5 separate regions of the Mus musculus genome follow, and all the other regions are linked to region 1. Evidence: chromatin contacts called from public promoter capture Hi-C data. All regions are on one chromosome and are shown on one strand. Each heading gives the region's core, a stretch centred on a gene start, on an enhancer-like site or on the middle of the called end of the contact. The rest is flanking DNA. Distances are from core to core; before and after follow the strand shown. Region 1 holds the start of Usp49 (ubiquitin specific peptidase 49). Region 2 holds the start of Guca1b (guanylate cyclase activator 1B). Region 3 holds the start of AI661453 (expressed sequence AI661453). Region 4 holds the start of Tfeb (transcription factor EB). Region 5 has its middle 18 kb from the start of Taf8.

Region 1 (3,813 bases), core at 557-3,056:
TTTATCTGAATGTAGTTGTAGTTGTTCTCAAGGAAATAACCTTGAGAACAAGACTGGAGAGATGGCTCAGTTGGTAAGAGCCCTTGGCTGCTCTTCTCAGAAGACACACACTACATTCCTAGCACCCCCACACAGCTCACAAACGTCTGTCACTCTAGTTCCTGGGGAATCTGACTCCAGCTTCTGCAGTGCCCCTCTGCAGACACCAGGCATGCCTGTGGTATACAGACATACATGCAGGCAAAGCACCCATACACATAAAATTTAAAAACAATTCAAGAATAGTTTGTACCCCTGTCCCCCCAAAAGAAATTATACTTTACTTTTCACATTATTAAATATGAAGAAAATACTCATTAATTGTCTTAATTAAATATAATCACTTCAGAATGAAAAATCACTAAAGCACACTACCAATAAAGAATAAGTTTAAATTTGTCCCCAAATTCTCATCTTCCCTTTAATTTCCAAAATGGTCTTATAGTGCCAGAGAGATGGCTTATTGGGTAAAAGAGCTTGCTGCCAAGCCTGACTATCTGAGTTCAATCCTCGGTACATAAATGATGCGAAGAAAGAGCCAACTTCCACAAGTTGTCCTCTGACTTCCATAACTGCTCCACATACATACAAATAAATGTAATTATTTTCATTAAAAATGTGCCTTACAAATCAAAGGGTTCTAAAGAATATTAATATGCCCTTCCTATTCACAATCATACAATACAACAGGCAGAGGGACTGCAATCTTATCTTACAGAAGTTTTTTCATAAAAGGTACTCATAAAGCCATTATGCAATCTAAAAGATGAGTTCACAGCTCTAAAACTCTCCTCAGCTCTGCAGTCAACCTTTCTCCATCACTGTCTGAAGATCTGGGGAGAAATTACCCCATGAAAAATGTTCCACACAAAGCTGCAAGCAGCATACGAACTCAACGCCCTTAGAGCAGTGACTTCAGACTCCTGCTCAGTAAACTTCCCTGGTTAGTTATTTCTCTTTCTCTCTCTCTCTCTCTCTCTCTCTCTCTCTCTCTCTCTCTCTCTCTCTCTCCATATTCTTCAGTTGCTGAAAACAATTAGGCAGAAATCTGTCTGATTAATAAAAACCAAATGAACCATGTCTTTCTCTCCCCAACGGTGTACTCTTCAATGAGATGCCCTGGCCCTGGCCAGCGTCGTTAGCTCTAAAACAGCTCCTCCACCCACCCCAACTACCACATCCCACAGGCACATTGTAAATAAACACAATTCATTTACCCTTTAGCACAACATTAGTGAAACCAAGAGGTTTTCAGCACCCAAGGCTGCCAATTTTTCTATCCCACAAGAACAAAATCAAGTAAAAATGGGTCTCATCTTTTCAAAGTGGACATGAAAGTGGATTTTCAGGCGAAAGATGGAAACTGGATCCAAGACTCCTTGAAGAGAGAAAAAGGTTTCTGGAATTTCCTACTATTAGGGACAAAAGGACTCACAAATTCAATACACATTTCTCTTAACAAAGAACTCCTATGCTGCACCCCCATCTGGTCCCCCACTTCTCAGTCTTTTCCCCCTGTTTCTAGGTCCCCTTTCACTCACCATGGTTCCTTATCTTCTGCACCAAAGGCTCTCTACTTCAGATCCTTCACTACAGCGTTTGTGCCCTGCCCCTTCCAGACCTTCTGGGGCACTTCAGGGCAAAACATTCGTTTCCCACTCCTGTGCAGCCCACCCCAGTTCTATACCCACCAGGACTTCCCTAGCTTGCCTTAATCTCCTTTCTCTTTCCCCACTCCCCATTCCATCCTTTAATTCCCAGGGCCCATCTCCTCGGGTTGCCTTTCGGCCAATCTTTTGACTCCACTATCTTTACCTTGCTGAACCTCCTCGACAAGCAATTCTCCAGTTTCCCAGCTCACCATCATTCCTTCCACCCCGCTTCTAGCGTCCTTTCAGCGTTGTTTCTTTTTCTCCCAGAACTGTCCTATTAACGCCCAGCTCTCAGCTCGCTTCCCGTTAGCCCTTCCACTAACGTCCGATTCTTGATTCCACCTGGTTGTGATCCAGGTCTCCTGTCTCCCTCACTTTACAGAATTTACACCCCTCACCAGCTACTGACCCACACCTTGTCGATCCCACCCCAGCGGCTCCCAGCCCTTCAGCTCATCCCCAGCTCTGCACTAGTTCACACCCTTGTCACGTCTGGCTCTTAATCACTCTCCTCCACTCCCAACTACTACCCCGGCTCTGCTCCTTCCTTGTCTTCCACTTGCAACTCTTCTGGCCCTGGCCCAACACCTCCCACCTGCCAAGCCTTGCCTCTTCCAGACCCCTGCTCCTAGCCCTGACCCCGGATCCCTCTTCCCAGCCCCGGGCTTCCTAACCTCATCCCGGGGCCAGCCTGGGTTTCTTTCTCACTCCACTCTCCGGCTTCTAACCCTTTCTCTCCTAATCCTCTTCATCTCCTACTCAGCAAACCCTTCCGTCCCCGCCCCAGCCTGCCTTCCCCTCTCTCCCTTCAAACCTTTCACCTCACAACCCAGACGTCGCCCACCCCGCCAAAACGCAGCGTCCGCGCGCCGGGACTCGCGCCTTCGCTGTCGCCGCCCGCCGTCCCCGCCCCGGGCGCCCGGGGCCCGCCGGCGTCGCGGTCCCGCCCCCTGCCGCCGCTCCTCCCGCCCGCTAGGCGCACGCCGCCTTTGTCGCCCCTCACCGGGTGTGTGAGGGGATTTTTTTTTTTTTCCCTTTCCTTTAAAAGGGGAGGGCCGGCATGCCCGGGCCGCGTGTCCCCGCCTCCGAATATCTGCGCGAACTCCCAGCCACTGCGGCCCCTCACGCCCCCCGGGCCGCCCCCTCGGCCGCTCCGCCGGCCCTCCGCCCCCTTCCCAGCTCCCTCCCCTCTCTATTTACCGCCATCATCAGCACGCGCGAGCTGTCACCCGGGCGCAAGACGAGCAGGCGGACCACGCCCCTTATCGCCCATTGGCCCGCCTGTCAGAGCCCCGCCCCCAGGTCCCGCAATGCGCCAACGGCGCACCTTCCCGGCCGCGACCTGGGGCCCCGCGCCCTTTACGCAGGTTTGTGCCGTGGGCACCAAGTTTCGGGTCAGCGGCTGTGGCGGGCCGGTGTGAGAGGCTAAGACGCGGCGCGGCGCGGCGCGAGTCACCGGCAAAGTTTGGTTGAGGTACGGAAGAAGGTTTCTAGACAAAGAGGCTCTTAAAGGTACAGAGTCTACTGTCTGGCCCTCCTCCTTAAAGGGCCAGGCACTTTTCCGAGCGCCCCACCCCCACCCCTACGATCTGTAAAGGTAAAGGAATTTTGCATACCCTGCGGCTTACCTTCTGCACGTCTCGCTGCTCCAAAGAGGCCTTTCCCACTTCCGGGTATTTTTTTTTTTTTTTTGCGTTTTCTTTACGGTGTAGCAGCAGCCAGAGAACACACACATACACACAGTTACTCTTGGCGCCCTGACACACACACACACACACGTACGTGTGGACTTTTACCACGGATGACTCAGGCGGCATTCAGCTGTCTTATGAAATCCTCTTCGACGGGACGGAAAAAGGTTCATCGCTCCCCAAATGGGGACTGGGAAATAAATCAGACCTAGATGGCAGTAGCCCCAGGGACTTCCGAGAGGGATAAGGTCCATTTTGAAACAGAAAGACTCCCTTTGCAAGGTAGGCAAGCTTCCTGGGTACACTGGCCTGCCAGACCTTGCGGGGAAGGGTCCCTCCAAATAAGATATGTTACAACACCCAAGACAGCCTTAGGCGGCTGAAAACACTTTTGTTTTAAGAAAAACAATAAGAAATAAACGTGTATTATA
Region 2 (3,813 bases), core at 538-3,037, 250 kb after region 1:
CCTGAATTAAAATACTTCTCTGAAGCAAAGCTCAAGTCTAAGAGATTTGAATACAGATTTTACGCCCTAGGATTAAGAGAGAAGCAAGCTACTTGGGAAGACAGTGAGAGACGCTGAGAACAGGGACCTGGGCTTCTCAAAGGCATTGCCATGAGTTAGGAATGGGGAGGTGGCTCCGTCCACTAGACGCTGGCCATGCCAGTGTGAAGACCTGAGTTCCTTCCCTAGCTCCTACATCAAAGGCTGGGTGTGGGGGTGCGGGGTGCAGGGCTGGAGGCTTAGCAGTTAGGGCAGGTGCTTAATTCTCTTCTCAGCACCTCTGCGGGCAGTTCATAACCACCTGTAAACCCCAGTTTCATGGGAACCACACTGCCCTCTTGTGGTCCCCTCAGGCACTGCATGCACATGCACACACCTATATATGATTTAAAATCATTGCAAACACTGTCTGTAGTGGCACCTACTTACTGTTTGTCTCTGTGCTGAGAGAATAGACACAGGAGGGGGTTGGAGCTCTAGGTAATGAGATGGTGTCACAGAAACAGGCTGGCTGCGCCCTAGGGACTGACACCTGAGGTCAATCTCTGGTCTCCGTATGCATACAAGTGTACCCCTCCATTCGTGAAGGATGCATGCTCTCTCTCTCTCTCTCTCTCTCTCTCTCTCTCTCTCTCTCTCTCTCACACACACACACACACACAATTATTATCTGTGCATTAAGTAATTCAGTGCCTTTTGGCTGCCGGTGCCACTGGAAGGCATTTGATTTGTGCAATTCCCCATGACTTAAAGCATGGAGGAGAAGGCTCAGTAGTTAATTAAGAGTACTTACTGGTCTATCTGAGGACTGGTGTTTGGAACCCACCCACCCTACATTGGGTAGCTTGAAAATATGTGTAACTAGCTCTGATGTATCTGATGCCCCCTTCTGGCCTCCATGGGTACCTATACAACTTCACAGACACACACACACACACACACACACACACACACACACACACACACACACACACACACTGTCAGCTATCCCTTCCATATATATTTTTTAAAAACTTGAAAGTGCTTTTGCAACTATCCACTCTCCTCCCAGGCAAGTGAAGCCCCTGCCAGCATCCCCCAGAGGGAAGAACGGAGCAGCCGCCATCTGAAGGATCCTGGCAAGGTGCTCTTGATCTGAGATAAGAGAGCTTTGGGATCTCTCTCTCCCTTGTACTGAGAGCAGCAGAGGTTCTATCGGGTTTGTAAAAGCATGTCCTTTTGCTGCAAAGCCTTGGCCTAAAAAGCCCAGAGAAAACCCAGACTGTGTGCCAGTGACCTTCGGCCCTCAGGAAGATGTGAGGAGCCAGTAAGAAGAAGGGAGGGACGAATGATGGAGGGCGGCGGGGAGGGTGGGGGCAGGAGGGATGGAGAGGAGGGCAGCTGAGCGGAACTGTAGTCTCACTGAACGGGTGGGTCACAGGTCCTCCCCTGCTGGGTTCCTTACCCCATTCTTGTCGAAGGCTCGGAACATGCTCTCTACATACTGGCTGGCCTCCTCATTGCCCGTGACCTTGAAGAAGCGCTTGAACTCGTGCATGAAGAGCGTCCCACTGGGACACTCCACGACAAACTTCTTGTACCACTCCTGCAACTCCGCCACATCCATCTCCCCGGCCGCCTCCGCCTCTTCCCAGCTCAGCTGCTGCCCCATCCCGGCTTTTAGAAAGAGACTCAGCCAGGCCCGCTACCTCCTCCAAGTCCTCCGCTGACCTTAGGCTCCTCTCTCCTTGGTCTGAGCAGCCCTTTCACTGTCTCGGGGAAACTGAACTTGATTGGTTGTGAAGGGACCTCCAGAAGGGAGGGGCAGACCCCGGGCAGCTTAGCGGTGTAAAGACCATTAGGAGATTCCTGGGGAGGTCTGACCTCCAGAAAGCTAAGCTTCCTCTGCCTCGCCCCTCCACAGGTCCAGTGAGAGGCAGGCTATGAGGGTAAGAGCCTGGGGGATGGGGTGGGGTGGGGGCAGGGCTCTTGGTCCACCAGTGTCTGCAGCTCCCTTACAGACCATGCCTGAATCTTGAAGGACAGATGCGTCTCTCCAGCCCTTCTCTCCGTGATTGCTCCCATCCACTCCTGAGCACTAACCCGCGGGCAGGACCCAGGAGAGTGGTCCACAGTGTCTGCAAGGGCTCTGATACTAAAGGCCACATGACCTTGCTTTAAGCAGCGGTTACACATTCACTAGGTTGACCAAGCACATAGTTATTACATGCTGAATCAAGTACATATTCATTGCTCATGACTATAATCCCAGCACTGGAGAAGCAGAAGGGTCTCGAGTTCAAAACCACTCTGGGTTGCCCTGTTGACACAGGGGGACACTCCCACTCCCACCGCATCAATAACAAAAACAACCAAAGTAGATATTTATGCTATCTTTTAGATTTCATTTTTTGAGACAGGTTCTCACGTTGCAGTTCTGGCTAGCCTTGAATTCACTATGTAGACCAGAAAGGCCTTGAACTCACAGAGATCTACCTGTCGTCTCTAACTCTCAAATGCTGGGTGCTGGGATTAAAGGTGTTTCCTACCATGCTTGGCTAGATCTTATTTTTATTTTATGTAAAGAAGTGTGTGTGTGTGTGTGTGTGTGTGTGTGTGTGTGTAGCATCACATGTGTGCAGTGCTCATAGAGGCCAGAAGAGGTTGTCAGGTCCCCCAGACTGGAGTTAATTCATTGTGAGTCACCATGTGGGTGCTGGAAACTGAATCTGGGTACTCTGCAAGAACAAGTGTTTTTTTAATTATTGAGCCATCTCTCCAACATTTGTGCTTATTTTATTTTTTTTAAAAATGTGTTTTTATTATTTTAAAAATGTATGTGTGTGTGTATGGTGAGGGTTGTGCTCATGAGAGTGCAGTGCCCACTGAGGCCAGAAGAGGGCGGTAGATCTCTTGGAGCTGGAGTCACAGGCAGTTGTGAACCACCTAACATGTGTGCTCATATCGGAACTCAGGTCCTCTACAAGAGCAGAACAAGCTCCTAACCACTGAGCAATACCTCCAGCCCATTAGAACCTATGTTGGTTTTTAAGCCGTGTGAAGTAGTGCACACTTGTGAGCCTGTCCTTGGGATGGATGCTCATTGTGGAATTGGCCTGACCTCATGGCTCAGTGATCTTTGTCACCTGACACCCTGATTCCTTTGAATCTCACCATTAGTCTCCAGGTAAGGCCTCTACCTCCACTGTCATCCTTTCCAGGACTAGACACGTTTTCTCCCATGTCCCACATTTCTCTGGGCCTGAGGTTTGGGCTGGTGCTTTCCTTGTGCCCCACTGTTGTCTGCAATGGCCCCTGTCCCTCCTCAAACCACCTGCCCCAAGGCTGGAGAAGATGGCTCAGTAGTTAAGAGTCCTTTCTACTCTTCTGAAGAGACTGAGTTGGGTTCCCATTAACCACACTGAACAGTTTACAACTAACTGCCTGTGATTCCAGTTTCAGGGGGCTCCAATGCCTCTTCTGGCTTCTGCAGGCACCTGATATACATACCATCAAACACACACACCTAAGTAAAAATGAGGAAGAATGTAAATGTCTGTCCCTTTGAAGCCATGCCTTGCTGTTTTACTTTTTTCCCTCTCTGTCCTTCAACAGGGATGTCCCTGACTCAGGCAGCATTCCCATGACTGCCAAGTGAATGACTGGCCCTGCCCATGCCAACTCATGGGCCCTTGGCTTCCTCGGTTGTTTTTTGTTTGCTTAGCTAATTCTTTTGGGTCTGTGTGAGTACAGGCACACATGTACACAGCGTGTGCACGTAGAGGTCAGAGGGCA
Region 3 (3,813 bases), core at 673-3,172, 190 kb after region 1:
CCTCCAGAGAAAAATCAGAAAGCCTGCTAGAGTCGGGCTCTGCCTGGGTCCAGATGTTGGCTCTCTTGCCAGCAAGACTCTGGGGTACTGGAAATTCTCTCACTTGCTTGCTGGTGACAGCTACATGAGTTAGGTGTCTACTGAAGAGCATCTGTTCCTATGCGCTGGGAAAATCGCAGCTCTACCATTTAAATCTTGCGGTCTTGGACCAGGTCTGTAACATCCCTGTTCTTTGGCGTCCTCATCCAGAAAGCCAATAATAGCATCTTACACTAGACAGAGACTCAGTGAGTCAAAGATCAAACGTTTTAGGAGAGTTTGCACCTAGGAAAGGTGGGTGACAGTTTGCTATTGATGTCTTCCTTCAGGCCAAGGAAGGTGTTGGGGCATCCCAGAGTACACTTAGGGTTCACTTGCCAGCACTGGTATCTTCTTTGCCTAGACACGCCCCCACTTGGTCCTGCTCTCTTCCCCATTACTGAAACCTGTGCTCTGTCAGAGACAGCCTTCCCTCTCCACTCTGAGGCTAGGTTCCCCTCAGAAATGCCTCTTCTCTTTCTCATGCACCTAAAGGCTGTCTTCCAGCAGAGGCCCCCAAAGGGCAGGAGGGCATACTCTTAGTTTTGCTTGCCTGCTGGTGAGAGATCTTTAGGTCAGGGAAAGGTGACATCTTGTTCTTGCCCTGGCCCCCAATGTAATCATTTGGGTGTTGAACAGAACTCCAAGTACCATAAAGGTGATGAGGAAGGCAGGTAAAACTAGGGAGTGATTGGTGACACACCCCTGTCTCCCACTTCAGACACCAGAAGCATGGATCAAAAACAAGAAGTGAGTACCGTTCCCCCATTTTCCCGGGGTTCCCCCCAGTTAAGAGTGTATAAACTGGAGATTGACAAAGAGATAGGAGTGTCCCATAGCCGGAGCTGGGGAAGGGCCAATTTATTTCCAGTAGTTTGCAAAGACACACCACCCTTGATTCAAAGGGTCCGCACTCTCCTCTGTCCCACCTCTGACTCTTCAGTCCGAGACCATAGACAACCCAGATCCAAGAGGACCTGGGCAAGAGCATGTGACACTCAGCCCCCTTCCCTCCCCACCCCCAACCAAACCAAACAAAGCTAATTTGATGTCGCAAATGGCTGGCAATCTGCTAACAGTGGCCTGCTCGCTGACTTTCCTTTCTCAAACAGAACGAACGGCAAGGGCACCTGAGGCAGGCTCTCTCTGCGGGACAGAGGAAGCGGAAAGGACTAGGGACAGACGTCTAGATCTCTGACTCAGAATGCGGATATGTGGTAGGAGACACAGCAAAGACAGCCACACAAACAGAAACCCTACCAAAGGTTATGAAGGGAGACAGGGAACGGCAGGTGAGGGCGGCAAGGATCGGCGGCCTCACTTCAGGGGTTCCCTGCACCTCTCTGACTCGGGCTGCCGCGCCTCCTTCCCCTTCCCAGCATCTCCTCAGCCGGTCCACAGGTTCCAACGTGTCCCTGCCCCAGCCCGCTTTCCCAGCGCCCAAGTGACGCCAGAGCCAGGAGGGAAGAGGCGCCACGGGGAACTCTCCCTTGTTTTTTTTTTTTTTTTTTCCCCCAGCCGGGGTGCACTCACCAAAGTCCCTGGTTCCCTCCTCTTGGGCCTCGTGGGTGAAAATCCAGGGTGGATTGGTGGCGTAGAGGGACGTGGTGGAGGGGTGGGCGTGCTTCTTCCCAAAGAGTTTGCTGAAAGTGCCCTGCATGGTCTGGTTCTTTTTCATGCTGCTGCAGGCCGATCTGTCCCCGAGGGAAGGACCTTCCGTCCCTAGGCCTGTCCTGCTCCAGACTGAACCCCGCAGCGTCTTCCCAGGGGACACTAGCAGGCCATGGTCCCCAGCCGCGCTCCCCGCCCGCGCACCCGGCGACAGGTGGTGCGGGCGCCGCCGCCGCTCGCCTGGAAATGCGAGCTACCTGGACAGGTAAGAGGCTGCCGCCCGGAGCCGGCCCCGCCCCGCCGCCCAACTCCCCGGGCCACATTCCTGCCTCCTTCCACAACAGCCTATTGTTGGCACCGTGCGCTGCGCGGAGGACCTCGCCCGGCCCACGCCCTGCTGGGGAGCAGAGCCGCCCCCTGCCGCGGGTTCCCTACCGGCACGCCCGATCCACCCCCACTTTTTTTTTTTTTTTTTTTTTTTTTCTGGACCAGGAAAAGCCCAAGGCGAGTTCCTTGAGTCTGTGAGCCCTTCCTGAGCAGATCAGGGTGGACAGTTTAGAAATGACTTGCATCCCAGAAAAGTACCTGCCTGGCCAAGCTAGCATGGCCCAGAGCATCCCGTGGGCCCTCTGACATGTGTGAGGGAGACTTCGATGAATACAAATGATGAATACACAGGAAGTTAGAGGCCAGGTAGAGTTAAGAAATTTCTGCACATTTTTTTTCCTTTTTTTTTTTTTTTTGTTGTTGTTGTTGTTGTTGTTGTTGTTGTTGTTGTTGTTTTTTTGTTTTTCCGAGACAGGAGTGCTGGGATTAAAGGCTTGTGCCACCACCGCCCGGCTAATTTCTGTACCATTTTTTGTTTGTTTGTTTGTTCGTTTGTTTTTGGTTTTGTTTTTGTTTTCGAGACAGGGTTCCTCTGTATAGCCCTAGCTGTCCTGGAACTCACTTTGTAGACCAGACTGGCCTCAAACTCAGAAATCTGCCTGCCTCTGCCTCGAAAGTTCTGGGATTAAAGGCGTGTGCCACCATCGCCCGGCTAGTTTCTGTACCATTAGAGAACACAGGAAGAAACTATCCTCATGGTTAGGCCTCCATATATATTAATATACTAATATATTAAATATTTAACATATTCAATATATAATTATTTTATATATTTCATATTGTTTCTTGTTTATTATTTATATTGTGTATATTATTAATATATTAAAGATAATATATTTAATACATTATATAGTGTGTATATTAGAGAGACCCTGCCATATATGTCATATACATACATGTATGTATTATGTATGTATGTATGTATGCATCTATCTATCTATCTATCTATCTATGTATGGCAGGGTCTGTCTATTATGTAGCCATTGCTGTCCTGAAATTTGTAGACCAGGCTGGACTTGAACTTATGACTATCTCAACTCTGTCTCCCAAGTGCTGGGATTAAATGCTCAGACCACCAAGCCCGATCTTAATGTATATTTCATGAAATAAAATTTAGTCTTTGGCAATTTCATACATAAACAATGTGTCTTGAGCATATCATGCAGGCTATCCCTCTCCCACTCTTCCCTCCCATCCCTTTCTCCTCTTCATCATCCCTCCCCGCCCCCCTTTAAATCTACTGGGTCTAGTTAGTGCTGCCTATCAGAAAGTTGACTGATCTCATTGGCCTGAGCCTGTATGGATAACCACATTGTAGTCTGTTTCAGAACACAATGACCACGTCATGCCCTGAACACAGCTCTAGAAAATTTGGTATTTTATAGACACCAGATTCTTCTCTCCTGGAATATTCTTTTGAGACAAAATGTTACTTTGTAGCTCTGGCTGGCATGAAACTTTCTATATAGACCAAGCTGGCTTTAAATTCATAGAGATCTGCCTGCCTTTGCTCCCAAGTACTGGGATTAAAGGTATACTGCATGCCTGACTATGAATGTAATTTTTAGAAACCAGATTTGGGGGGGCTGAGGAGATGGCTCAGAAGTAAAGAGCCCTGGCTGTCTTTTCAGTTCCAAGCAACCACGTGGCAGTGGATAGTGATCTGTAGTTCCGGTTACAGGGGATCAGATGTGTGCACTGCACACACACAGGCAAATACTCATACACATTAAAATT
Region 4 (3,813 bases), core at 917-3,416, 160 kb before region 1:
GTGCAGGGCTCCCTCCACAGAGAAAAGAGCAGATCCTCACAGCCCTGCCCTCGGTAGCCCCCGGCCAGGGCGAGGACAGGAGGAACCCGAGGGATCCGGCTCTTTTTTGTACAAGTCCTAGGGAGGGGCTCAATCAGCCTTGGAGTTTCTCTGCAAGGTTCCCAGAGTATGGAATTCAACAGGCAGGAGCAAGGTCTGCCGGGTCCTACCTACCACAGAGCCCAGGCAAGAGCCGGCCACTGGCCTAGACAGCCACTGCATAGATAGGAGCCACTGATTCCTGAGCAGCCCCCTGGCAGTGTCACCAGGGCAGAAGGGGCTGAAAACTGCCTGCCTCCTCCTGGCTCTCTCTTGGCGAGCATGGGTTTGAGGAACCAAACTGAGGTCCTCTGAAAGCAATCTTACCTGTTATCCACTGAGCCATCTCTCCAACCCCTCCCTCTTTTTGTCCCTTCTAATCTTCCTATGACCCTCTGGGTAGATAGTATCACCCCCCTTTTTACAACTGAGTGGGGGAGGGGGAGGTCAAAATCGTGGCGGGACTTCCCAAGGTCATGACAAACCTCAGGTTTCCTGATTCCAAACCTGGCTCATCTGCTACCTACCTATGCCTCCCCTCCCCAACCAAGCCAATGAGACCCAGAGAATAATCAGGCAGACGAGACTTCCTGTGGAAGGGTCCTGTGGTCACAGAAATGCGCCTGCCTCTGCCCAGCTCTGTCTCCCAAGCATCCCCAGTATGCCTTGACTCAGTTCTACTTGCACCCTGAATCCCTGTCACAGTATTCAATGGAGATGACTGTTGCCTCCACAGAGACACCAGCTCTGCCCTGAGAGCTCACCCCAGCCAGGGAGCCACTGTGTGTGCCGTCCCCCTCCCGTCCAGCCCGAAAAGTACCGTGTTAGGCATCTGCATCTCAGGGTTGATGTAGCCCAGCACGCTGTCCAGGCGCATAATGTTGTCAATGACATCATCAAACTAGAAGAGAGAAACGTCCATGTCGTTTCCATCTGGGGTCGGCCCACCTAGAGAGGGGCAGCTGCCCCCCTGCCACCTCACCCAACCTGCTCATCTGGAGGAGGAGGAAATGACAAGAGGAGCGTCCTACAGCCGAGCCTGAGGCTTGTCCCCAGGAATCCCTTGACAGGGAGTTCTTGACACACCTTCCCGGGCTGGGAAAGCACTTCTGTGAGTCTGCCCTGTCCCCAGCAGAGTTGCAAGAAGATAGCAACTCTCTTCAGACTAGGGCGGCTGTGTCTCCCTCAGGCTAGAGGCCCATAAAGAAACACCCCCAGGTCTGCCATGAGGGCCAGACTATTTCCAAACAACTGACACCAAGCCGGAACCCCTACCCCCACCCCCCCCACCCCGCTCACCTCTTTCTCGGGGTTGGAGCTGATATGTAGCATGGCCATGGGACTGTTGGGAGCACTGTTGCCGGCCGAGGTGGACAGTACGTGTCCAGCCCGCACCCCTGGGGATGCTGCTGGGGCAGGCTTCGGGGAACCTTGGGCTGGGCTCACGTGGGCAGCAAACTTGTTCCCATAGGTCTCAGACAGATACTCCCGAACCTTCTGATGCTGGGACTGTTGCAGGTGGTAGGAGGTGGGGTTCTCCAGGTAGGACTGCACCTGGGGAGGGGGAAGGCACAGCTGTGGAGGGGGCAGGGACTCCTCTACAGGGAGCAGGGATGGGAGAGGCAGGGGCCTTACCTTCAGCACCTCCCCGGGCACAGGCGGGGGCGACTGGAAGTGGACAGGGGTGTTGATGGCTGGGGTGGGGGGCCCACCCAGCTGCTGCTGCTGCTGCTGCTGCTGTTGCATATAATGCATGACAGCCTGCTGCTGCATGCGCTCTCGCTGCTCCTCCTGCTGGGCCTGCTCCCGCATGAGCTGCATGCGCAGCCCGATGCGTGACGCCATGGCAGCTGTTGGTTCGGGCTCCCTGTAGTCGAGGGGAGACAGGCCCATGAAGTATTCATCATCTTCGTAGTCTTTAAGCACAGGCTGGCATAAGTATGGTTGCTCCCATTGTGCACAAGGAGAAACTGAGTCCGGGCAGAAGGGATTTGCCCAAGACCACTGAGCGAGCTGAGCCATGAACCCAAGTTCCCTGAGTTCTAGACCAGAGGTGAACACTGTCCTTCAGTGACTGCAGGAGTCCACCTGACCCCTCGCTGTCACATCCACATCCTGAGTATTTCATACCTGGCCTCAGCTCCGGCCCCCTCTCCCGCCCCTCCCCAGGCCAGCCTGCACCACGCCTCCTCAGGGCCTGAGGAGCCTCCAGATGCTCCTCCGTGCTCCTCCCCCACCATCTGCTCACAGTAGCTCCATCATCCTGTTAGTTCCTGCCCTGCTGTCTGCTCCCAACTCTCCATAGCTCCCAGTTCATCGGAACAAAAGCCTAAATCCTTAAACCCAGCCTAAATGGTCCTCTGTAATCTGCTGCACCCTCATGGTCCCCCATAGACTTCCCGCCCCCAACACATGCTTCTCTCCCTTGTTCTCCCTGCTCCAGCCACACCCCCAGCCTTAAACTATCCTTCAAACACTCCAGGCATGCTTTCTCCGCCCCCCACCGTCCCCCCCCCCCACCTTTGCACTTGCTGTTGCCTCCACCTGGAATGTTCTTTACACAGATACCATCAAGGCTCACTTCTTCACCTCCTCCGAGAGACTCTAATGTCACCTCAGAGTGCCATTTCAGGACCACTGTGCTAAAATGGCATACCACCACCACCTTGCTTCTCTATATCAGATGCCACCATCTAGGACAGAACATATTTTTTTTTTTTGCTTCTTATTACGTTTGTTATTGTTATTCCATGTCTGTCCCTTACTAGGAATGCAAGTCCCCTGAGGGGACACATTTCATCTGTTTGTTTACTGCTAGACCTTCGGCCTCTAGCCGTTGGGTCATGGGAGACAGAAAGAAGCCATTGCATGAAGCAAATGAGAATGGATATTATCCATGAACCAGGCACTGGAGATGTACCCCGTCCCTGGCTCCTGGCGCCCAAAGTCGGCGAGAGAAAGGAAGACCCACAGGCAGAGAATCACCACCTCAGGGCTCCTCACTGCTCGGAGCTCAGAGCTTGACCCACTGTGGGAAGGTGTGGCTGAGGCCCCAACCAAGGCTGAAGGGGGGCAGGCAACTCGGCATGCTCGCTCTGTCTCTAGCTCAATGAGTGACAGTAACCAAGTCCCTTCCCCTCTCTAGGCCACAAAGGAAAGAGCAGAACCCAGTGACTTCTCAGGGACAGCCCAAGACTGATAGGCACTGGTCTGGCCGTATCTGAGACCATGACAGTACAGTTAGGGACTAGAGGGATTTGGCAAGGCATGACTTCATGATTGAGCAACGGCTTCCCCAAAGGGCTGGTGGAGCAGAGCGCTCGCTGATTCTTTGTTATGTGACCTTGGTCAAGCTATAATCCTGGAGCCTCAGTTTATCTTCCTCTGCATTTAGTAAAAACTGGCAGCTTTGTGCAGTGCCTGGCAGTCTGAGTACATGAGACTGGTACAATCTAGCTAGCGTCTTCAAACCCGGCATCCAAGGCCTCCATCAGCCCTGTTTGGAGGCCCTTGCTTAATTACAAACCACAGTCTTTCATAAAGAAGGGAAATCAGAGGCACAGTGCAGGACAAAGCTAGGACCCCACCCCAGGTATCTGGTCTACCCCATGCTGGGGAAGGGAGGCCTGGGGGCTGGGACATCTGGTCTACCCCATGCTGGGAAGGGGAAGCCTGGGGGGCAGAGTTGTTCCCAGTTGGGAAACTGGTTGATCCAGAACCAGGAGTGGAGCCTAG
Region 5 (3,813 bases), core at 406-2,905, 150 kb after region 1:
TCCCTGCCAGTCTGATGCTGCCCCACCCAAATGCGCAGGCTCCCTGCTCTTCCCCAGCCACATCCCCTGCCAGGGTAGACCATTCTCAGCCCTGCAGTAAGACTGGAGATCCTCCCAGAGACTGGCCACCCCTAGTCCAAATGTCTCCAGTGCAAACCTGGCCAATGAGGTCCCCTGACAGGTCTTTGTCTTGCAGGTCACTCATCCTCCTGTGCGCTATTTAGCAGATAGAGGTCCAGAGCCTCTTGTGTATGCTGAACGCTTGGCACGGTGCCAACTCTAATGATACTCTGCTGAACAAGACATACATAGTTCCTACCTCCAGGGAATTCACTCTAGTGGGAAACTACACAAAATGAAACTAAAAGTGTTGTAGGCTGTAGAGGGTGCCAGAAGGGGCTTCTACCCTGCAGGGAGAAAGTCTTCACTTGGCTCCTGGTTGTCCTGTGCCTCTCCTTCCAGCCCTTCAGCCTGTCCCCCATTCCACCCTTCCCTTCTGCAGTCACTCAAACAGCAGTTGAGCTTTTTCTAAGGGAGACCATTTGGATACAGACACTGACAAATACCAGGGTAGACCTAGGTCCCTGCTTCCCCAGCTCTTACAGTGTGTGTGTGTGTGTGTGTGTGTGTGTGTGTGTGTGTGTCAGCCCACAGTGTGTCTGTGTGTGTGTGTGTCTGTGTGTGTGTGTGTGTGTGTGTGTGTGTGTGTGTGTGTGTATGTGTGTGTGTGTGTATGTAGGGGATGGAGGGGCAGTGGACAGCCCACAACACACGTGGTATGTCAGTCCCGTGGTGCCATCAGAGACCTGGAGGAAAAGAATTGAAGGATGGGACAAGGAAACTAAGAGCCATAAGGGGTAGGTAGTGTGCAAAGCTTGGGCTACTAACCTGGGGAGCAGGCAGTGGCCAAAGCCTTCACAGAAGCCAAGCAGGCACTGGGGCTTGGGAGGAGAGGCTGGGGGAGGGGCCAGCCAGAGAACCGAATGGCCTGTCCTCCACCCACCCTGCTTCTTTCAGGATCTCTGACAGGGGATTTGAGACCTGTTGATATAGGCCATATGAGCAGCCACTTTGTGGGGGCAGAGTTTGGTGCCGTTCTGGCAGGGCAGATAAAGGCAGCACTTGTCACAAAATAGGGCAGGAGGAATTATTGTGGGAGCTGCCCTTTAAAAAAAAAAAATGGCCTAAGAAGAACGTTGTAGTTGAGTAGAGCACAAAGTGCAGCCATCTTTGTGGAAAGAGAACAGCAAACAAGCATACTCTCTGTCAGAGGCAGGAGCGTGTGTGCCCCCAGACTGTAGGCAGACTTGCACGGGAGGGTCAAGTGGGCTCAGTTCAGCAAGGGCTTGGGGTGCTGTTCAGAGGGAGATGTGGAGGCAGAGGACCATAGGCAGGGCTGGGAACAAGGTCAGTCAACTCCTCACAGAGGGTGGCATTTCCCAGTTAGGATTTATGGTGGGGTGAAGGGGTGGAGCAGCTAGAGCTAGCCATTCAGGAACTGGGGGGGACGGACTGGCCCTAGCCCCAGAGAGCCAAAGTGTACCCTACCTAAGAAGAGGCAGGAAACAGAAACCTACTGATAGCCTGGAGGACACCCTCCTGTGGAGGCCTGTGTTACCAGGGAGATGGGTAAACAAGAGGGAACCTGTTCTGCCTCCTCTGACCAAGAGAAAGAAGGGGGCTGGTCTGAGGCCTCTGCTGAGATCTCAGTGGGTGGGGTTGGCCCAGTGAGCCTTTGAAAGAGGAGGGTAAGCAGAGGGAGGATGGGAGGGGAGGCAGAGGGAGGAGGGGAGGGGAAGGTAGGCAGAGGGAGGAGAGGAGGGTAAGCAGAGGGAGGAGGGGAGGGGAGGCAGAGGGAGGAGGGGAGGGGAGGCAGAGGGAGGAGGGGAGGGTAAGCAGAGAGAGGAAGGGAGGGCAATAGAGTGCAGCTTGGAGCTGGCCTGAGAGGCATGAGATCCAGGCCTCCTTGGGCCTGGGGCTCTTGTCCCATCTCTGTGGAGCCAGTGTAGAGTCAGTTGTAAGGAGGCCTTGCCCTTGTAAAACCTGATTATACCAGGCTGGGGGTGGGTTGGGGCATTTCTGTCACTTCCACATCAGTAAATCAGGACGATCCCAGGAAAGGGCAGCTGGAGTGGATGAGGCTTCCCATGTGGTGCTAGGAAGAACCACACCCCTTTATCCTGAGGGTCCCAGGCTCTCCAAATGCCCCAGGGCCCAGTGCCCTGCTGGGCACACTCTCTACCACTGCGTGACATGTGACATCCCCAGCCCAGAGGCATGCCCAGGGCAGAGCAGGGAGGCTCTTCCCAGTGTCTTTGTAGGAACAAGAAGAGCCTGAGCCTTGTCGTTTATTGCCACCTCTGAGTTTTCCTGGTGACAGGTTTATCATTCTTCTGTTTCGCTCAGGGTCACCCAGAAGCGAGTGCTTAAGTCTCTGACCATCAGCGTGCACAGCCCCAGCTGCCAGTCTGGGGAGAGGAACCAAGCCTACAGGTACAGATTTGTCATGGATGCTTCCAGCCCTGGAAACAAGCGCAAGGAATTTCCCCTCCTGGTGTTTATGGTTTAGGTCCTCTCCATTTGCTTACATCATTGTTCCGTCTTTGTTAGAAGCTATTTTATTGACTCGTGAACAGATGATGTATGAATTCAGCACAGAACTTGGAAGACAGAAGAAGATATAACACGTACCTCCCTCTCCCACCCCAGGCTCTCTGGCCTTTCCCCGAAGCTCCTGATGAGTCAGTATGGTTTTATGTACCAAACACACATGTAAATATACCCTTTTATAGCGGGATAGATACCGTATAAACAGTATTTTCTCCTAGTGGTTAGTGTGTCCTCTGTGCGAATAATAAAGAATTTCTTTTTTTTTTTAAGATTTATTTATTATTATATCTAAGTACACTGTAGCTGTCTTCAGACACACCAGAAGAGGGCGTCCGATCTCTTTAAAGATGGTTGTGAGCCACCATGTGGATTTGAACTTAGGACCTTCAGAAGAATAGTCAGTGCTCTTAACCTCTGAGCCATCTCTCCAGCCCAATAAAGAATTTCTGATTCAAGGCTCTATAGTCCTGTGACAGAGGTTCTTTCTGTGCTCATCCTTGTGACTTGTTGGGTGACAGACGGGGCCTTTACACCTTCTGCTTTGGGGGGGGGGTGTTGTTTGTTTGTTTTTCAAGGCAGAGTTTCTTGATGTAGCCCTGGATGTCATAGAACTTTCTCTGTAGACCAGGTTGGCCTCAAACTCAGAGATCTGCCTGTCTCTGCCTCTCAATTACTAGGACTTAAGGTGAGATGTGCATCATCACCAGGCCCTGTCTTTTTTTTTTTTTTTTTTTTTTTTAAGATTTAGTTTTAGCCAGGCATCATTTGGGAGGCAGAGGCAGACAGATCTCTGTGAGTTCAAGGCTAGCCTGGTCTACATAGGGAATTCCAGAATAGCAAGGGCTGCTTAGAGACATTCTGGAGAGAGAGAGAGAAGAGACAGAGACAGAGAGAGACAGAGAGAGAGAGAGGGACAGAGACAGAGAGACAGAGACACAGAGAGACAGACAGAGAGAGAGAGAGAATGAATTAGGTGGAGGTGTATATGCATGAGAGACTGGTACCCACTGAAGCCAGCAGAGGGCGCCAGATCCCCTGGAGTTGGAGCTACAGGCAGTTCGTAAACTGTCTGATGTGGATGCTGGGAATGAAACTTGTATCTTCTGGGAGAGCAAGCTCTGCATGTTCCTTTTCCATTTTGAGGACCCATCTGTTTCATTTTATGTATGAGTGCTTTGCTTGTATGCACATATGTGCACCACC

What was found. Promoter capture Hi-C pulls out the DNA fragments that hold promoters and counts their contacts. Capture Hi-C pulls out chosen DNA fragments and counts their contacts.
Region 2: a promoter capture Hi-C map of the HPC-7 cell line shows a contact between it and region 1. The contact joins the promoter of Guca1b here to the promoter of Usp49 in region 1. A contact is called at or near these places in 13 of 39 promoter capture datasets (the 3T3-L1 cell line, the C10 cell line, the HPC-7 cell line and 10 more), 2 of 484 Hi-C or Micro-C datasets (CD4 T cells and liver), 5 of 115 datasets of contacts at active chromatin or transcription factors (embryonic stem cells, large pre-B cells, microglia and 1 more) and 2 of 9 other capture datasets (adipose tissue and liver).
Region 3: a promoter capture Hi-C map of adipose tissue shows a contact between it and region 1. The contact joins the promoter of AI661453 here to the promoter of Usp49 in region 1. A contact is called at or near these places in 8 of 39 promoter capture datasets (cranial neural crest, embryonic stem cells, fetal liver and 5 more), 1 of 484 Hi-C or Micro-C datasets (embryonic stem cells), 3 of 115 datasets of contacts at active chromatin or transcription factors (embryonic stem cells, large pre-B cells and pancreatic cancer cells) and 3 of 9 other capture datasets (adipose tissue, liver and pancreatic islet).
Region 4: a contact with region 1 is called in a promoter capture Hi-C map of liver, with 2.1 times the contacts expected there. The contact joins the promoter of Tfeb here to the promoter of Usp49 in region 1. A contact is called at or near these places in 3 of 39 promoter capture datasets (embryonic stem cells, liver and pre-B cells), 1 of 15 datasets of contacts at CTCF or cohesin (pro-B cells), 8 of 484 Hi-C or Micro-C datasets (the G1E-ER4 cell line and embryonic stem cells), 3 of 115 datasets of contacts at active chromatin or transcription factors (embryonic stem cells, extraembryonic endoderm stem cells and pancreatic cancer cells) and 2 of 9 other capture datasets (adipose tissue and liver).
Region 5: a contact with region 1 is called in a promoter capture Hi-C map of the C10 cell line. The contact joins the enhancer-like site here to the promoter of Usp49 in region 1. A contact is called at or near these places in 5 of 39 promoter capture datasets (the C10 cell line, the HPC-7 cell line, embryonic stem cells and 2 more), 1 of 15 datasets of contacts at CTCF or cohesin (large pre-B cells), 8 of 115 datasets of contacts at active chromatin or transcription factors (bone marrow-derived macrophages, embryonic stem cells, fetal liver and 3 more) and 2 of 9 other capture datasets (adipose tissue and liver).

The regions. Positions count from the first base shown.
Region 1 is chr17:47,628,683-47,632,495 of GRCm38.p6, reverse strand. Usp49 (ubiquitin specific peptidase 49) reads right to left here and starts at 1,806. Exons shown (of 7, transcript NM_198421.2): 1 at 1,581-1,806. The region is part of intron 3 of Gm20517 (predicted gene 20517); the gene reads right to left.
Region 2 is chr17:47,383,367-47,387,179 of GRCm38.p6, reverse strand. It overlaps Guca1b (guanylate cyclase activator 1B), which reads right to left and starts at 1,787. Exons shown (of 4, transcript NM_146079.1): 1 at 1,484-1,787. The coding sequence starts at 1,690.
Region 3 is chr17:47,434,748-47,438,560 of GRCm38.p6, reverse strand. It overlaps AI661453 (expressed sequence AI661453), which reads right to left and starts at 1,922. Exons shown (of 5, transcript NM_145489.2): 1 at 1,612-1,922. The coding sequence starts at 1,756. It also overlaps a transcript of 1700001C19Rik not described here.
Region 4 is chr17:47,784,097-47,787,909 of GRCm38.p6, reverse strand. Tfeb (transcription factor EB) reads right to left here and starts at 2,166. Exons shown (of 8, transcript NM_011549.3): 1 at 1,714-2,166; 2 at 1,378-1,632; 3 at 899-979. The coding sequence starts at 2,100.
Region 5 is chr17:47,482,428-47,486,240 of GRCm38.p6, reverse strand. It overlaps a transcript of Taf8 not described here. Among named protein-coding and RNA genes, the nearest start is that of Taf8, 18 kb to the left of the region's middle. Within about 2 kb of position 1,655, at least 124 of the 459 cell types and tissues checked have an H3K27ac peak or open chromatin away from gene starts, as enhancers often do. A contact at or near this core is called in fetal liver, pancreatic cancer cells and pro-B cells, where this site is marked.